Linked DNA regions of Gossypium hirsutum: region 2 is linked to region 1. The links are chromatin contacts, called in public Hi-C maps. All regions are on one chromosome and are shown on one strand. Each heading gives the region's core, a stretch centred on a gene start, on an enhancer-like site or on the middle of the called end of the contact. The rest is flanking DNA. Distances are from core to core; before and after follow the strand shown.

The links. A called contact is a pair of places that touch in the nucleus more often than the background predicts.
Region 2: a contact with region 1 is called in a Hi-C map of leaf, with 2.5 times the contacts expected there. The contact joins the promoter of LOC107947922 here to the promoter of LOC107947875 in region 1. A contact is called at or near these places in 6 of 34 Hi-C or Micro-C datasets (hypocotyl and leaf).

The regions. Positions count from the first base shown.
Region 1 is chrA08:92,854,381-92,857,144 of Gossypium_hirsutum_v2.1, forward strand. LOC107947875 (NPL4-like protein 1) reads right to left here and starts at 1,370. Exons shown (of 2, transcript XM_016882384.2): 1 at 83-1,370. The coding sequence starts at 1,066.
Region 2 is chrA08:93,149,747-93,152,772 of Gossypium_hirsutum_v2.1, forward strand. LOC107947922 (protein TRANSPORT INHIBITOR RESPONSE 1) reads left to right here and starts at 1,720. Exons shown (of 3, transcript XM_016882423.2): 1 at 1,720-2,460. The coding sequence starts at 1,994.

The sequences.
Region 1 (2,764 bases), core at 120-2,619:
AAACACAAGTATTAACCATAAAAAGCAACTAATTCAACAACATGAATTGGTTAATATCAGTTAATGAATAAAGAATTATCACCTGATGGTCGATAATCTTAACCACCACCAAGAAGAAATCATTATCAACCTCCTTAACATCCTTCCCACCTACGACGACTTCTTTCTTCATCTTGGAAAGCTTTGGATCATCGTCTTCCCCGAACTCGGTCACGAACCATCCTTCCTTAAATAACTTAACACACATATCACTCATTTGGAAAGCTTCAAAATGTACATCGGCATCCCCATCTTCAGTGGCTTCCAGCTTCACCACAACAGTCACCCACTCCTTCAGCCTACTCTCAGCGTGAAGCTCAGCCGCCTGTAGAACCTCCTTGTTGGAAAAGTTATAGTCCTTTTTGTCCTGCATTATCGTCTGGGTAAAAATAAACCCTACCCTCTTCCTACCTAAACCAGCAGCAATGGCATCAACCAATTTCTCTTCTTCGGGATCCCTCAAGAGAATCAAATCATCTTCCATCCCTTGCTGAGGCGGCTCGTAAATGAAATCGACTTCCACCCTACCTTCTTCGGAGACGGTGCCGTACATAAAGCCGCCGCGTTTCACGGCGAACACCAGCGTTTCGTTGACGTACCGCTGGAAAGCATTGGCGGAATCGCGGTCGAAGGAAACCGAATCGCAGTGAGGCGATTCCTGGCGGGTGATCCGTGTCTGCTTAGCGATGAGGTCGTCCATCGTCATCTTACGCCCGAAGGATCCGGCGGGACAGACGGGGGGTCCGCCGCGGACGGTGCGTTCACCCTGGTAGTAGAGGAAAACGACGGAGCCGTGGGAGAGGTTCAAGGAGGAGAGGGGACGGGAGGGGTCGGACATGTCGGTGAAACGGAGAAGATCGGCGGGGGTTTTAGCCAAGAGAAGATTGCGATCGGTGGAAAGGGTTTGGTTATGAATGGGGATTTGGAATTGGGATTCGATTAAGGCTTTCAATTGGGAGATTGAAACATGAGGACCGCCGACCTGGACACGTTCCAGGCCGTCTCGGCTGCGGATTCTGAGCAACATCTTGGGGTGGAGACGGCGGCGTTTATGAATGCTGGAAATCTTGATTAGAATTGAAAGTTTTAGGAAGATTTAGTTACTTTTTATAATGGAGAAGAAAAGAGTCAGTGTTGGAGAGAACAAGTTCTTGGAGTGGCAGAGTTGAGTTGGAACTTGGAGGAAAAGCTAACAAGTACTTGGATCGCTTGCCGTGGGAGACCACGACTAGGACACGAAAGAGATATATTTACTCCAGGATTAACTTTCTTTTTAGTCCTCCTTTCAACCTCTACAAATTATTTACTGTTGCAACACTAAAACGTCAACGTTCTCAACTCAACAATGAACTCCTAATAATTTGAGCTCGAAAAAGTTTAAGCCCATTATACATTTAAACTCAAAAAAATTTGAACGCTCAAACCTAAAATAAATTTGAACCAAAACTTGAAAAAGCTAGAATTTATAATTGTAAGACGATAATAAATATTAATAATTAATATAATTATATAAAAATTATTTATTTTATAAAAATATAATCCTAAGCATTACATATTTATATTAAAATTTTATTAATAAAAAAATAATTAATAATATATAATATATAATAATTAAAAGATTTTGTATTACTATTATGCTATGTGATATAGTATTACTTAATGTAATAATATATATTAAAACTATTAATACATATATTTAACTATTAATTGGTCATTGTATCAAAAAGCAACTATTAATTGGTCTAAAATCAAAATCAAAGTTATTAATTGATTTGCTTGAATTGATTCAATCTGATCGGTTAAATCAATTTTAAAAGCTAACTATAATAGATGATATACTATTTACATAATATATATATATAACTATTACTAAAACTATTATGTTATGTTTGGTTGAAGTATTATTGCATCCACATATTTTAGTTATTGGTTAGCTAAAAATTTAATCACAATTGATAATTTTTAGCCACTCATATGACTTGTTTGTGCCAAACAAAAAAGAAAACTTTTCACTTATTTTAAAGAGGTTTTATTTTCTACAATGAGTTTTTACTCATCTTTCTAATTGCATGTTTAAATTCGTAATAATTATTCTTTCTTTTATGTCTAACTACTTTAGAACATATGTGTTAAATAAGCTTTTTTTCGTGTTATTACACTAGTAACCAAAAGTAGCATTAATATATATAATTCTCCAGACAATTAATATTTTAGCAATTTGGCCATTAAATTTATCAATATAGTTGCATTTATCATGAATATAAAGTTTCAAATAAATTTTAAATATTTATAATATAGATAGAAAAATACTATCTTTATTAATACATATATTCAACAATTGGTATAATGATTACATTTTATTAATTATCAATAATACAATTACAATGGATTATAGTATGATAATATAGCGTAAGTATCAATAATTATGTGTAATTTAGTATATAACACATGTCTAAAATTAATAATACACAAAATATTATCAAAATTTGAATATCTTAAAAAATTATTTTTATTACAAGAGTGATTCCAAAGCCTAAAAACAAAAATCAGAGGATCAATCAACAACTTAAACAAAACAATTCACATAAGAACAACAATCAACCCAACATGTCAAAAGCTTCAATGCAAACCCCCATAGAAAACTAACACTTACTAACGAATCAAAAACAATTACTTGAACTTAGACTACTAGAGGAACATTTCTCCCAAGACCTTTGCCTAACAA
Region 2 (3,026 bases), core at 470-2,969, 300 kb after region 1:
ATACTATTGTACCATTTATAAAAAAAATATTTAATTTTCTTATTTAACAAAATAGATAGTTAATTTGTTTAGCTTTATTTATTAAATAGTTTTTCATATTCTCAAAAATTCAATTTTAAAGAAATTAAATATGGAATAAAATAATAGGAATTCAATAAACACAGACTCTCTTCAATCACACTGTTCCTAATTTGGTAACCCTAAAATCAGGTAACATTCCAACTTTTGCAAGCAACTTAAACACATGTTTGTCACTTGGAAACGTGAGATAAGGAGCCTTCAACTTAACCAATGATTAATATATGAAAAGCAATAAGGAGTTTTTTTTTTTTTTGGTTTTGTTTTGTTTTAAAATATGGGGTGTTGGAATACGTTTAATTTAATGTAAAAAAAGAAAAAACAACGTTTATAACATTTATTTACACAAAATTATATATATATATATGCTGTGTTTATTATTTGGTTAATGTATGCAAATGAAAACACAACTCTTTATCTCTTCAGCAAATATTGGCGAAAAAAGAATGAATCATTATTGTTTGTAATAAGGAGTTTGTTTAGTTTAATTGAAGACTAAATATAGAAGTGAATAATAATGGGCATGATTATCCCATATCCCATGAAGTCAAAATAGAAACAAAAATATTATCCATCTCCTCATTATGGCCTCTGGTAGACAATACAATGCACTTTAATATTTCTTATGTGTTTTAATAATTAACATCATTACTTTTTAATTAAATCATCCCTAAATTGAGACTCCAATTTTTAAGTTTTGATATTTCAGTTCTAATCATTTTTTATTTTGAATTAATCAAAATTGAGAAATCTCAATCACAGTGTTTACGACTTTTTGTCATTATTATTATAATAATATTTTATCCCTTTTATTGTGGTCCCCGCATATCGAGATCCCTCCGATCCAGCCGTGCTACGCGCAACATGGGATTCATTGCACCACCACTCTCCCCTACACATCACCACATTTTATCAGCCCTCCGCGTATCAATATCTCGTCGTTCCATCTCCTTCCCGATATATTCCTCAAAAATCTCGTTGAACATCTGCCCCTACACGCTCTTCCATACACCCGTTTTCTGCGGCTCCGCTTTGTTGCCGACGGATAAGATCTCCCCTTCACACCGTCCATCATATGGCCCGCATCTCTCCCCCACCACGTGTCTCTATCTTAAACGTCCATTAGTTATCCCCACAAAAAATTGATACCCTCATCTTTCCTTTCGCTATAATTCTGATTTAGTCCCCGGTAAGACTAAAATTTGACATTTAATCATTTTATTTTATTTTTAATTTGATATGATTTGTTATAAATTTTTTACAATATCACCCTAATTGGCTATCTTTTCCTATCACTTGGCTTCTTACTGGGACTTTTATAATGTTATTAGTGTATTTAAATTCGATAAAATTGTTTGTTGATATTGTTAAAGTGCTAACGTGAACTTTTTTTTTGTATTATATGATCATACAGTTTATATCACATAAAAATTCAATCAATAATGTTTAAATCCTTTAAGAGATAAAGTAACAATTGAGGTTTTGAATTTGGATTTACTAATAAAGTACAAAGTTATGTAAAAAAATACATAGAAAGATAAATTTCAAAATTTCAACATACTAAAGGGACTAAACCTAGAATTAGACCTAATTTGACATGACATATTTAACCATTGTTAAAATCTAACCACCCTTCTCAACACATCAATAAAAATTCTTATCCTCTCTCACCTTGTATCTGTCATATCACTTCACTTTCTCTCTCTTTATAGCTCCTTAACCTCTGCTCTCACTGTAAGCTTCATTAATGGCGTTTCAGATCTGAAAATGAACTCTAAAGCTTAAGAAAACCCCAATCTTCGGCAAACCAAAAGGCAAAAAAGAGTATCTTCTTTTGTATATTTTTAATCCAAAAAGGCTTAATTTCTCTTCGCGTGTGTGTGTGTGTTTTGTTTCTCTTTCTCGATTTTTCAAAATGCAGAAGAAAACGGCGTATTCGTTCCCCGACGAGATTTTGGAGCACGTGTTCTCGTTCATACATTCGGGCAAGGACCGGAACGCAGCGTCGGTGGTGTGCAAATCGTGGTACGAGATCGAACGGTGGTGTCGGAGGAAGATATTCGTGGGGAACTGTTACGCCGTCAGCCCTACGATGGTGATCAGACGGTTCCCGGATATCAGATCCATTGAGCTAAAAGGGAAGCCACACTTCGCGGACTTCAATCTGGTACCGGACGGTTGGGGCGGGTACGTACTTCCATGGATATCGGAAATGGCTGGAGCCTATCCATGGCTCGAAGAGATCCGGCTTAAGCGAATGGTTGTCACGGACGAGAGCCTGGAGCTTGTTGCTAAGTCGTTTACGAATTTGCAAGTGTTGGTGCTCTTTTCTTGTGAAGGGTTTTCAACTGATGGGCTCGCTGCCATTGCTGCTAGCTGCAAGTGAGTTTGATAAACTCTTTTTTACTTCGTTTGTTTGGCTTTTACTTTGCTTTTCAGTTAGACAAAGAATTGAACCTTGGGTCTTTGTTAGATTCAATTTTTGTTTTTGGTTTTAGCTACATTTCTGTTTTCTTTGTGATTTTTGAGAAGGGTAGAGTTTTGTTCACTTCAAATGCCCCTTTCCCCCTAGGATTCCTTGTTCTTGTTTTCTATACCTAGATTCTTTTTCGGGGGTTGTTTTCCAGATTTTAAACGGTTATTTCTGGGAAACGTGGGCTTTGCTTTTGCTGTATAAACGATGAATAATATATTTTGTAAATTGAGGATGTAGGGACTGATTTTCCAAGTTGGTACTGCAGATTCTTATGGTATTTCTTTTTTCAAAATTTTTCCTTTTTTTATCCTTCTTTGTATGTTATTTTAATTCCATCTTGGGATTTGTTTGTTTTTTGTTCCTAGATTAGAACTTTATTTTCTTGTATGGTTTGAGCAATTAGATGCTTAAAGAATATGCAAATTTCTTCTCTTGTAAGTTCAATTGTAAAAAAGAAACTTTCTTCTTGATT